2 separate regions of the Zea mays genome follow, and region 1 is linked to region 2. A link is a contact called in public Hi-C data. All regions are on one chromosome and are shown on one strand. The core of a region is the stretch at or near the end of the contact, and the rest is flanking DNA. Distances in the headings are between cores, read along the strand shown. Region 1 holds the start of LOC100276454 (UPF0426 protein chloroplastic). Region 2 holds the start of LOC100193300.

Region 1 (6,469 bases), core at 1,097-3,596, 180 kb after region 2:
TAGCATTATACTAGAGAAAACCAAGAGAATAGAACATAACAAGTTAAACAGTTACTAGGATTCAAAAGAAAAATTACAACCAAGTATACCTCAAGAATACAAAATACATCAGTGAAAAGAAATGTTACTTTTCTTGTAACTTTTAGTTTATTTCAAAGAATACTGGTTCCTTTTATCACCAAGAACATATCACAATTTTCTCCCAACAATCTGTCTAATACACATTTGTTTACTCAAAGATTTTGGCTATATTGTTGACAAATTCTATCTAAATCATGTAATGGAGATGCCAAGATATTTAAATTTTGTTTAGTTTAAGATCTGCTGAAGAAATTATGTATTTCTTATTTTTCTTGTAGTATGCAACCAAAGCTGCTTACAAGCAGCAGGGCTCCATAGAAGTTGTTTATATGGAACACACAAAGCTGATTTCTTTTTTCTATTATTTTGAAGGCTAGATAGTATAGCATAAACGCTGTGCAAAACATTCTGAGTTCATGAATTAATACACTGCACTTTCAGTAAGACATGCTCCAAATTCGGATGTGATGTCCAAAAAGCCTTGCAATATCTTTTCTACATGTCCATTGAAGGTTGTTCTTAGTCTCTTACATTTCAAATATTCAACTGATGTAACTCAAAACTTCACTTGAAGCCAATAGATACATGAGGCCAACAATATACTGTTCTAATATCAGCAACAGAAGGACAAAAAATATCATTTTTTAAAATAAAGCAGCACTGCAGGCAAGAACCGACTTCAGGTCTACCATAATGTAGAAAGGCGAAATAATGTTTGGTCATCCAACTATCCCCTAATACATGTACCAGTGAAATTAATTTTATTGTGGTCCAACGAGTGCCTCCATTTAACTATATGATGCCCTAACACATCACAAAGGGTCAAAGTTTGCAAACATTGAGAAATGAATTGGTGCATTCATATGTAGAGTTAGCTGTCAAAGAATACCATTGAACATGCATTTCATTCAAAAGTGTAACTTTCCATTTACTGGTAATACACTCTAGTTATACTTATGGCCAAGTTTAAAATCATGTCTAGAGGACTGGGGCTCCATATTATGAAACAGGAGTTGTAGAATAAAACCAGGGCCCAAGGTTTGATATTTTGAGGTTGATACAATATTTGAATTAAAAACGTTATAAGGCCAACTTTTTTTTTTTGACAAGCACGTGATGAATCAGGTGTCACATATATTCAGGATAAGTTACAAGGGAAAAGTGACAAGTGGACAAAAGTAGACAATGCACCTCACTCAATCTCAATTTGCTGAGGTGCATCATTTTGATCTGCCTCACTTGATTCTTCAGAGCTGTTTTCCTCAGCTATTCCAGAAGCCTCCACTGTCCGACTTATCCATTCCTTGAGAGGATCCTCATTCAGGTCAAGCCTCAAGAGGCCAGCAAACACACCACCCATGAATGCTACTGGCTCCTACAGACAGTGCATTTAGAGTATCGTCATCTGGTCTTGCTTCAGCGAGCAAGAAAAGTAAGTTCTAGACTGAAGACGTATTGGTATTGTTTGAGGAATAGCTACTCTTCCTGAAACGACCTCTGCAATTTTCTTTCCACAAAGCATTCTGATTCCCAAAGTTGATTAGATTGGGAGAACCAAATAACAGTGAAGTATGAAACAATATGCCTAAATATCTCAAGCTTAGGTTTCAATTTTGTTAGTTTCACCTTAATAATGGCCACTGAAAAGCTTAATCAAAAGTTAATCTACATTGAAACAACACTGAATTTTTCGACTGTTGCATATACTCCCCCTCTCACCTTTTCAAGGATAAACTTTGCAAGCATACAGTCATACACACGACTAAACGGGTATTGAAACTCAAACTGCAGGTACCAAACTATCAGGTGTAAGAGTCGGACTGAATGGTCAATTTCACATACCCACACGAGAAGCTATGTGTACAATGACCAAGTTGGAGCAATCCCCAATCCCGGGTTAATAAAAGGGCTGAAGACAGGTGGAGAAAATTTACCTTGATGGCTTCTCGGAGGATGCGCTCATCCCCGAGAGGGTTGAAGAAAGCTCGCACGACCCCTGCAGCTCCCCTCCTCCTCATCGTCGTCCACCCAGCAACCGCATGGAGGCACCTCCTCTGCGCCAACTACAGGCGACAGTTAAGCTCGTGCAAATGCAAAAGTACGCGAGGGTTCCTGTTCTAAGCTTGATACTGTACGGCTTTACCTTGGCTGGAACTGCCGGCCTGGGGCGGAGCAGTGCAGTGGCAGCAGCCGTAGAAGTCGCCATGGATAATAGCGAGCAAACTACTGTTCGACCATTCGAGACGTTTCCTCAGTTCCCTGCCTCGCAGCCGGAGGCAGCGAAGGATATTATCTGAACGGTGGATCCGTGGTTGGATGGGCCGGGGCAGCGCCGCAGGCCCGGAGCCGCGCGAGTCGGGGCTGGCGGGCCAGACGATCCCGGCCCCTGACTGACAGAATTCGTGCCTGGTTTGAGAAGGTTCGGTCAATCTCTGAAGCCCCGAGCGCGAGGCCGCTTCAGATGGGCGGGCTCCTGGCAATCTGTGGCGTCAGGCCTCGACCGAGCAGCGGACACTGGGTGTTTCGCTGCTGGACCGTGCGCAGTAGGCTGTGTGTGGGCTGAGCCGGCACTCCTCTGCTTCTTGCCGACGTGCAACAACGCCGTCGGATCGGGGCCCGAGCCCGACCTCGACGTGCCCCACCGACCAAGGTGATAATTTTTTTAAAAAAAATCTATATATTTTCCATACTTGATTTTTACAAAAATAATTTCCAGTGTCAAAATTTTGCAAATATAACTTTCTCTGCCGATTTACATTCCTGTCATTTTGGATGGCGGTATTGAGGTAAGAATGTAATTGAGTTGGTGGAAGCACGCTTCCCGCTAGGATGAAACTTTGGTTACCGCCACTAGAACTAGACACTTCATATGGTGGTCTTCATAATAGTTTTGTTATATATTTTTGTCAAGAACGAATGACTAGAGGTTTCAAAAACATCTATGTTGGTATCATGGGATGGATTAAAACTGTTTGGGATTGTTGCCGCCGTAATCTATAGAGACAAAATACTATAAAAAAACAGAAGCCGGTGGATTAAAACCGCAGCAAATAATTAGTGTCGAACCAATTTAATTGAAAATACAAACTTAGTTAAATTTTAAAAAGATTAACCGATAGAAACGCCATAGCAACATCTTTTTAAGAGATACTATATTCGTTCTCGAATATTTGTTGACGGCTAAGTCCGCTCATGTTTAAGATCCTCCAAGTCGGGTCACCCCTCCTCTTTTTATAAGCCAAAGAGGGGGTTGGCCAGCGGTGGCTTCCTCAAGAAGGAGCCACCGAGCGATGGTAAAATCGAGTGTTCTACCATGGGGTAAGGCCACATGTGCTCGTGGGCCCAAGGTCGCCTTGCTGTCATGTACTCTTTATGGTGGACGGCGCAGGCAGCGTGGGGTCCGAACGCCATCATTCGGGCTATGTTGACTCCCGACCTTCGTAGCCTGGGGCTCGGCGTGTTTTGTCGTGTTGTGCCCTGACAGAGGTCTGCGCACTTAGGCCTAGTCCCGGTAGGTCATGAGTGCGTTGTTGGTCGTGGGGTGCGTGGGCCATAAATATGCCACAGTCTATGTGTTTGTAGATCGTGAGTGCTCTATGGTCTAAGGGAAAGGGGCTCATAGGCTATGAGTGGGAGGGGACTAGCGCCTTTGCTGTGGCTCGGCGCCAGACGCAGTTAATGCGGCCGATCACTTGTGACAGATCGGTCTCGGACCAAGTGAGGGATCCACTCGAGTGATTTCTCTTCGTACGCCCACCCCCTGTTAGACTCCGCCACGTCCGACACCGGGCTCGGTGCCGCGAGGCTCGTTCGGTGGCGGGTTCCTCCTGGGTAGACGCTACCTGTCTCCTCCAGCTGACCGATAAGCTCCAGTTCCCAGTGGCTTTTCCCGGACACGCTCTCTGACCAATGGCCCCCAGAGACCGAGGATCTTATCCTGACAACTTACTAACACTTTTTAGATATTTCTAGCTTTGTTTTTATTTTTATTTTTTGAAAAAGGGGTTTTCCTAAGAGGAACTCCCAAAGTCTCTCTATATTTTTTTTCCTAAATAATATGAATAGAGATTTTTTAAAAAAATATCATCCAACAAATTATTTAAATGTTATTCAAATATAATCATATTTATTCTGGATTTCTCGCTAGCTTAAGATAGAAAATATGTTTAAGATAGAAAATATGAATGGCTCTCTAGAGTGCGAACAAATTATAAAAAGGCTGTTAAAAATCGAAAAGATATAGAAATTGATTTGTATACAAATGACTCACTAAATGACAATTTAGGTAGTGAAATTTAGAAAGACCTCCATCACTCTGCTAGCTCTCGGCGCTGCATCTGTGCATGTTCCCGTTTCTTGCGCACCAGCCGCCTGCGCGGCTGCGCCTGCTGATGCGGCGCAGATAGCAACATCTACAGTTTCCACTTTTTCACACACATTGTATGATGAGTAGGAAGCTTCCTACGGTACTTGTAGAGACGTATTTCAGGGACATTATATAGCAGTAGTATAAATTTAGCCTACCATTTATCAAACGATCCGTATTAATTATGTTTATGATAGTGTCTAATTAGTAAGTAAAGTGAGGATACATATGTATTTCTTTATATGTTCTAAAATCTCTAGATATATTATTAAATAGGACTGAGGGACTTACTACTACTACTAGTAGTAATAAATAATGACTCTGTATACTTAGGTCCTGTTTGGGAACAAAGTTTTTGAAAACTACAGTTTTTGAAATACTATACTATACTTTAGTTATGACAATACCGTAGTTTATAATACCGCAGTTTTGAAAACTGAGGTCCAGAGCTAAGTTTAGAATGCCTTAAAACAACTATAATATTTGCAATACTTCAGTTTTGAAAACAGAGATTTTACCCAGCTTGCCAAACACCATTATGTATATAATACTGCAGTATTTGAGAATACTGCAGTATTCTTCCAAAACTGCAGAAAAACTTTGTTCCCAAACACCCCCTTAGTGAGGGATGTATCATGTAGATACGTCAGAAATTAAAGCTATTGTATGCGCTCAAACAGTTCGTGAAAACACCAGAGAAAATCAAACCACGGCTCCCAAATCAAAAAAAAGGAAAAAGAGGAAAGGAAACAAAAGAAAAAGCAATTCTATTTTACTTTCGGTTCTATTTCGCGTATCACGAGCACAAGACACGCAAGTCACACGAACACAGCGGATTCGAGTGTCATAGTCATAGTCCTTAGCCATGTCGCATGTTTTTTTTGTAAAAAAAAATAGAGAGAGACAAAATCATGGCTTGTAGCCTTAAGCCCTTGGCTCCAGTGGAGCGTTTGGAGCTATACCGCTCGTTCCTTTCGGGCACGTATATGTTAACAAAGACAATGGTCACGCCTTCTCGCTGAAAAAAAAAATATGATAAAATGCAAAAACTAAATTTGGAAACAATATCTCTAAGACCCCAACTGCTATGGCCAAAGCCAAAAAAAACCAGTGGGTGAAGAGCATAAAGTTGGCAGGTAATTAAGAGCTAGCATATCCTTGCGCGCAGTGGGGGAGATATAGCACAATTAGCTTAGAAATCATTGATGACACTTGCAAAAATGCTCCTTCGCCCCTGAAAAAAGCTGAGCCCACATCAGTCTAGTTCTGCTCCTTCTCTGAACTGAAGCCATACGCGAAGGCAAGACTAGAGGGCGATTTTGGGCACGAATAGAGAGATGGCAAGCTCCACTGCGATTGCGACTGCGCGCGCCCATGATGCTGCTGTTTATGGCGCGGCAGGGACCCACTCCAATCTGAGGAGTTTTCTTGACAGTGTTACGCCGGTTGTAAAGGCGCACACGGTCCCTATGGCATCCTACCTTCCATTGGTAAGCATATCTTTGAACTAGATTCTAAAATTTTGCTTTAGCAAATGCAAATCTACCATCTTCACATCTTGTGAGATCACGGTTTTGCTGGATTTCGGATTCCCTTCTTCTCTGTTCTTTTTTTATTTGATTTGGTCCGGATATATTGTCTCCTTTGTTGGATCTTGCGTCTAGGACTATGTGGATAAAGTTAGACATTTGTGTCTATGGACGCAAAAACTATTTTCCAAGGCAAGACTATGCACACTTGTTTATGCATGCTATATGTTGGTTTTTGTTTATGTGCACCTTGAGGGCTTGCTAGCGTCGTCTATGATTTGTATCTAAAGTTTAGGTTTAAAATGTTTTAGGCGCGAAGTATATTTGCGCGGCGGTTACTATTCCGTTATGTCGCTACAAGGGTATAGGCGCGAAGTATATTTGCGCGGCGGTTACTATTCCGTTATGTCGCTACAAGGGTATCATGTTTGGACCGTTTGAAACCGTTAGTTGTGCGATGATTTAAATTTACGGTTATGGTTAGATCCCTAGT
Region 2 (6,458 bases), core at 3,356-5,855:
ACAAAATGGGCCTTAGGGTTTGGCCCAAGGTTACTATTTGTGGTTTAGGGTGAGTCCATATGATAATGGGTTGAGCTAGATGGCTACAACGTTAGGCCATCCTCAACAGATCTCTTATCTTATCTACTATTTAAAACTTTACTCTGTCAACTGTGTTATCTACAGTGTCATGTCCTATATTTTATATGATCCACCGAAGAAGACGGCCTGAGGATGACTTGACATACGAGATACATTAAGCAGTCGAATAAGACAGCAAGGCGACGGACACATACTTGGTAGTAGATATAGGCGTGATTGGTTGCCTCCATGGACCCTGTTGTTTGGTTGTCTGTATCTTTTACTGCATAAGGCTGACCAGGTCCAAATAGTGCCTTAGGATCATGCTGATCAGCAGGAGCGATCATTTTGGCCATATGGACTCAACCAAGCATGGACACAGAAATCAAGACCATGTTTTAATTAGTTTCTTGTTATATCTATTTATTAATGCATCTAATTAAGAAACAGATTTCAATTTTGTGTACCTGATATTTTTTAAACAAAACCAAACCTTACTTGCTATATGAATCTTTTTTTGGCTTTTTTTCTGATGCAACGAACCAATCAAAATCTAGCTAGACCTGGCAGAACCCATAAACAAAACTAACTAAATAAGTCTGGTCCATTGTATACATGTCTAACTATGTCTGGCTCTAAATCTCATAGAGCCTAAACTGGACCACCTAAACCAATCATGCCCATAGTGGGGGTAAGCTTGTCAGCTGTCGGTGATGAAGGATTGAGATGTGGCATGTCGTTTGAAGTAAGATAAAGGATTGGGAGATGATGACATGGTGTTTGAAGAAAGATAAAAGGTGGACATATTGAAGAAGCTAGGTAGATGAATGCTCACAAAGTTTTGGGTTTTAAGCAAGGTTTTAAATAGCCCCGGTTCGGGTTATTGCTGGTTGACCGCCAGAGATAAGAGTGTGGCTGGCATCGTCCAAACCACAGACGAGCTCTGCGTAGGAAGTAGGAACCCTCCCCGCGGCTGAGGATCAGGGCAGCTCGGAGCACGCAGCTGAGTGAATCGGGAAGGCTGGGGATCGTGGAGATTGATCGATCGTATACCAAGTAACCCATGGACAGGCGGCTTTATTTGTCGGTACAGGAAATAATGCCGCAGGGAGCACATCTCTTACATGCATCTGCTGCACACCATGGGACAGGGGGTTGGCGATGTGCAGATTGGGCTATTATTGTTTCGGACGTAGGGATGGAGTGATGAGAACGGCGAACGTGGGCCTGATTGGTTGGTTTCTCTTACCAACCTGGTTGTGTGAGCCAGGATTATTGAAGCCTGGCTCCAGAGATACGCGTATCTGGTGAGTCTGGCTCAGGATGCTTTAAAAATCGTGCGAGCTTGGATCCAAATTTATATACAGGCAACCAAACACAGAGCTCGCACGTGCATAGCCTGTCTCACAGCAACCAAACAGTAGCTACCCGCATTCCGCGATGCAAGCACGCGCAGGTGCAGGCAACCAAACACACCCTAAGTGACGATGGCGGTGGAAGTGAAAATAAACAGGTCGGCGGACGAGTGGCGGCCGGGGACTGGGGGAGGCCCTCGAGGGCAACCGCAGGGCGCTCGAGGTCGAGGGCCTCCACGCAGGATTTACAGTTTCGGAGAGAAAAAATTTCGGACCCCAACGAAAAGGAAATTTCCGAAATCTTAAATAGATTTAAGTTTTTTAAAAATGATACATTTTATATTAAAAAAAGGCCAATTTCGTAAACATATATTTTTTGGACCCACCAAAATCAAGAAAATTCCAGAGATTTCCGTCCGAGATTGTAAACCCCAGCCTATTGATCAAACGTGATTCTGCGCTGCCTACTACGATCGCCAGGTCCGTCCACGACCGCCGACTGCGGATCGTCAGGTCAGTATGCAGCTCAACGTGATTCAACTCGCATCCAACGGCAGGTCGGGATCGTCGAGCGCGGATCGTCAGGTATGCCTGCTCTGCTGTCATGGTTTGCGTTGTTTTTCCCATGTCAATCGGTCACGGCCTCATAGCGGATCATGGACTGCATTGTTTTGAACTAGTAGCTGGTGCGCGCCCTTGGGCGCGCTTTATCACGGATATAAGCTAGATTATAAGTGTTGTTATTATAGAGAAAAAAATATGTATAGAAATTGGTCCCAACTTTAATATATAGAAATTGGTGCACGTGCTCATTAAAGCAAGGGTACATGTTTCTGTTATGGCTGGATGAAACATTGTCCAACAGTTGCGTACTGCTTCAAAATTTTCTTTTCTCGGCCAGGGATGATGCAAATAGATTGGGAATAGGCTTATACATTAATTTGGGTGTGGTTCGTCAGTGAACTGTCCTCTCCTCCCTTTATACTTTGCATCTGATTAGAATGGTTTGAACCGCACTTGTTTCCTGATTAGAATACTTTGCATCTGATTGCACGTGATTTTGGGTTTGAGGGATGAAGATGAGAGAAAGAAAAAGAGGGATGTGCATGAGAATGCAAATGTGCTGAAAAGACTTGGTTGAGCAGGAGGGTGGATATTCAAAGTGCAGACATTCCTCACTGCGTTGTGAACTCACTAATAAACTATGACCTGTGAACTCAGTCATGTCTGCCTCTAATGTGAGCTGTGAACTCACTAGTATGAGATGTGAACCTCTAGTTTGGAAAAAAAATGTGGCTCTCAATTTGCAAAGATGGTCCTGTGCAATTTTCACATTACATCAGCAGTGGTGCTCAATTTTCAAAGGTTACGCTGTCCCATACTACTAGTGATGTAACTCCCAGAAAAGCAGCATTGATTGAACAGCAGATCACAGAACATGTAGGGATCAGATCGGTGGTGGAAAGAGTGCCTCAAAATAATAGCACAGTCCAGTTCAATATGATGATTTTCTGAGTTTCATTTTTTACATGGGTTAAGTCAGTTAAACATTTTCTTTGCCGCTGTCAAATTCTTTTGAATTCTCAAGATTATACTCCAAAATTCTTTTCAATACAATGTCGCACAATACTCATTACTTTGCCAGCATTGCATTCTCGAGAATACACTGTCGATACTACATTCTCAAACAATCAATTACGTTGTCAACCATGGGATCTAAAATTGAGGTACATTATTGCATTCACTCCGTCTGGACTCTGGAGTCACATGACTCTGAAGATGCCCCTTACAGGTAGCATCAAGCACCCAAACAGCACCCTGTATTGCAAGTTTCAACTAGGAACCTCATCCAGCACCAGCACGCCCTTGCTCTGAAATCGATTTTTGCACAACTAGAATCTCACAATGTAGCTCAGAAGAAGACCGCGCTGGATGCAGAGGTACTCCTGTTTCTGTAGAAGAAAATACAAGCAGAAACAACAGGAGGTACTTGCACCGGGTCTCGTCGACAAACAGCCTATTTGCCAGCTGACAGAGACGCCGGCGGCGAGCGGTACCAGAGAGAGAGGCGGAGATGATGGTAGCTTAGCAACACCTACAAGATGCGGTGACGTCGCTGGCGAGCAGAAGCAGAGTCGCGGGCGAAGGGGGTAGGGATGGCATCTGGTACATTTTACCCGCGTGCCCGCGCGTAAAAGCCCTATAGGATGCGGGTTTGGGTGTGAGTTTGTACCCGTGTGTACGGAAACGGGTTTGATTCTCAACCCGACGGGTTTTTTCTCGTGGGTATGAAAATGTTGTACCAGTGTCCGCAAACCCACATACCCGCGTGTGTGTCTGTGTAGACTGTAGAGCACATGCATCTCAATTTAGTGCCACCCCGAAAGCTTTGAATGAACAGAGTCAATCAAATGATATAAAAAAAGACTACAGGCGCTAGGGAACTCGTAAAACTTTTGGCTAAGATCGATACATGTTTTTATCAGTTTAATAAATATTTATTATATGACTGTGCCTGCGGATGTCATAAACCCGCGGGTAGCGGGTTTGGGTAACGTACGCTACCCGTCGCGGGTAGCGGGTGCGGGTTTAACATTAATCTTACGGGTATAGGTTTGTAATCTCTGTACCCGCGGGTTTTAAACCCGTTGCCATCCTAGAATGGGCAGCTTTTTTTCTAAACAGCTTTTTTGAAAATCTGTTGTGACAAGATTACTGTGGAGAATCTAAATATTATGATCATTACGTGCGGAAAAAATGAATGAGTCCTTAGAGTTTAGGATCTTAAAAGTGATGAATTTTTGCTATTACAATAGATCGTCCGATTCTATGTTCACGTTCGTTTTAGACTTTTAATAAAACGATTCTTATAAAAATAAATTGAAAAGTTAGACGTAACTGATAATAGAAGCTGAAAAAGAACTGAAAGAAACAAACTCAAAAAATGAGAACAGATAGGATCCTGGTGGATACAAGATCCAGAACGAGAGCCCGTAACCCGCGGGTGAAAAAGTACATCCTCAGTTCCCCACCCGCCGCACACAGACCGCCCCACCGGGTCTAACCCGAGAAACCCGCGGCCAGCCCCCGCAGGCCCGGACCCTGGCCCCCGGCCCTGTTGTCATCCTCCTGCGGCTCCCGCATCTCTAGCTCTCACGTGCGCACCGCCTGCTCGACGCAATTCCCCACTCGCCCACCAACCTTCCCGTCCCCGATGGCGATCATGGCGGCCACCGCCACTGCCGTGGCTTCCCCCTCCAGCTCCACCTCGCCAGGTCCCCTCCAACCCAGCCCCCGCTTCCTCCCTCCCGTCTCCACGCCCGCTCGCTGCCATCTCCTCCCCAAGCCGCGGCGGTGGTGCGCGCGCCTCCACATCGAGCGTCGGGTGGCCGTCGGCAGCGACGTGTCTTCGTCCCATGACGTGGCTGCCGAGGAGGCCGCTGCTGCGCCCAAGGTCGGGAAGCGCGTGCGCGTCACGGTGCCCGTCCGCGTCCACCACGTTGCCAAGGCGCCCGGCCTGGACCTGCGCGGCATGGAGGGCGTCGTCAAGCAGTACATCGGCGTTTGGAAGGGGAAGCGCATCACGGCCAATCTCCCATTCAAGGTAGAGTTCGAGCTCAAGCTGGACGGCCAGGACAAGCCGGTCCGGTTCATCACCCACCTCCGCGAGCAAGAGTTCGAGATCCTCGGGGAGGAATAGAGCTCTGGACTAGAGAATAACGCGCTCTCATCGGCGGCTGTGGCATCTGTATACTATTGTGTCTGCGCTAAAGAAGAACGTGGTCGAGGGTGCGGGGAGAATAGGAGATTGCAACTTTGCTAGTAAGTTCCTGTTTGTTTGCTTATTTGCGGTGCGCTTCTCCCCTCTCCACCCTTTAACATTGAAATTTTCATATGTGAGGATTGAGGAATTGTTCGATTGTTGATACTTATGATCCAAAGTAATTAAACTGAGGAATCTGTTCAGCATCACGTTCTGTTGATGTTCAAGACAAAATGTTACCTCTAGGAGTGAGCGATGCCGTGACATATGATGGAATGTATTGTAGTTAAGTTTGTTTGCCACTTGGATGATAAGAACTAGTTTGATCCTGGCTCAAACAGGAGGCATGTTGGCTGATTTTTCCAATTAAAATAAGAAGCCAATATATCTGTTGATAGCCATGCAAAATGAATAAAAATATGAGCATAGCTATTCTGTTATGAAATTCAGTCGCATCACTTTGTAATAAATCTACTCTTCAGATGTTTCTTGTTTTCCTTCATTACTTCTATAGCATTGGTCGTGAGTATTCTTTCGAGATCTACAACAACAGAAAGCAAGGGCAAAGATGCCAGCCCTGGCTTTCTCAGAACAGGCACTCCTCAAACTCATTTGCAGTGAATTTGACCAATATAAACTAGGCTGACCACTTAGGGGTCAAGACTAACTTGAATTTCTGATTCTTTGAGTTTAACCTGAGTATGCTCTGATTATATGATGCAATTTGTGAATCACACCTAACTTAAATTCTGCAGCAATATTCCTGATAACATTTCTTACTCTCCTAGAGACTTTATTACTGCGCGTTGGATATTTTGTCTTCTTTTTTTAGCTTTCATGCATTCTATTCTTGTTTCTTGATGTGGGGTTGCACAGCCTAAAAAGACTCCCCTTTGGTTTTGACAAAAGTTCCAATCTTGTCATATGATATTCTTTTACAGGGAATGTATGTATTTAGAGTTGAATTATCAGTGGCCTGTTCTAATGATGATTTCACCATTACAAGTTTTGCATCAATCCTTCTGTTCTAGTGATGATCTAATGATTAATGTTCCAGTGCATTTGTTTGTGTGCTGCATGCAATTTCTAAATCTCACAATGTGAGTTTTCTTAACAAAATGACCGTTTCTATTATTTTACGTTGCTTATGTGCCAACACATTCATTTTACAGAAAATGCACAAGCGGTCATCTTCTGACCAAGCACTCATCTACTCGTATATGCAAAATACATGGTTATATTCATATGCATACGCTCACATGTGTGTCTACAGATCTTTT

What was found. Hi-C and Micro-C count contacts between places; a contact is called where the count stands out from the background.
Region 1: a contact with region 2 is called in a Hi-C map of ear, with 1.9 times the contacts expected there. The contact joins the promoter of LOC100276454 here to the promoter of LOC100193300 in region 2. A contact is called at or near these places in 2 of 25 Hi-C or Micro-C datasets (ear and tassel).

Annotation. Positions count from the first base shown.
Region 1 is chr2:25,386,583-25,393,051 of Zm-B73-REFERENCE-NAM-5.0, forward strand. It overlaps LOC100276454 (UPF0426 protein chloroplastic), which reads right to left and starts at 2,347. Exons shown (of 4, transcript NM_001406936.1): 1 at 2,225-2,347; 2 at 2,016-2,144; 3 at 1,273-1,456. The coding sequence starts at 2,287. The coding sequence ends at 1,274. It overlaps LOC103646163 (OSJNBa0038O10.24-like protein), which reads left to right and starts at 5,465. Exons shown (of 6, transcript XM_008670884.4): 1 at 5,465-5,937. The coding sequence starts at 5,785.
Region 2 is chr2:25,203,842-25,210,299 of Zm-B73-REFERENCE-NAM-5.0, forward strand. LOC100193300 reads left to right here and starts at 4,606. Exons shown (of 4, transcript NR_159664.1): 1 at 4,606-5,237.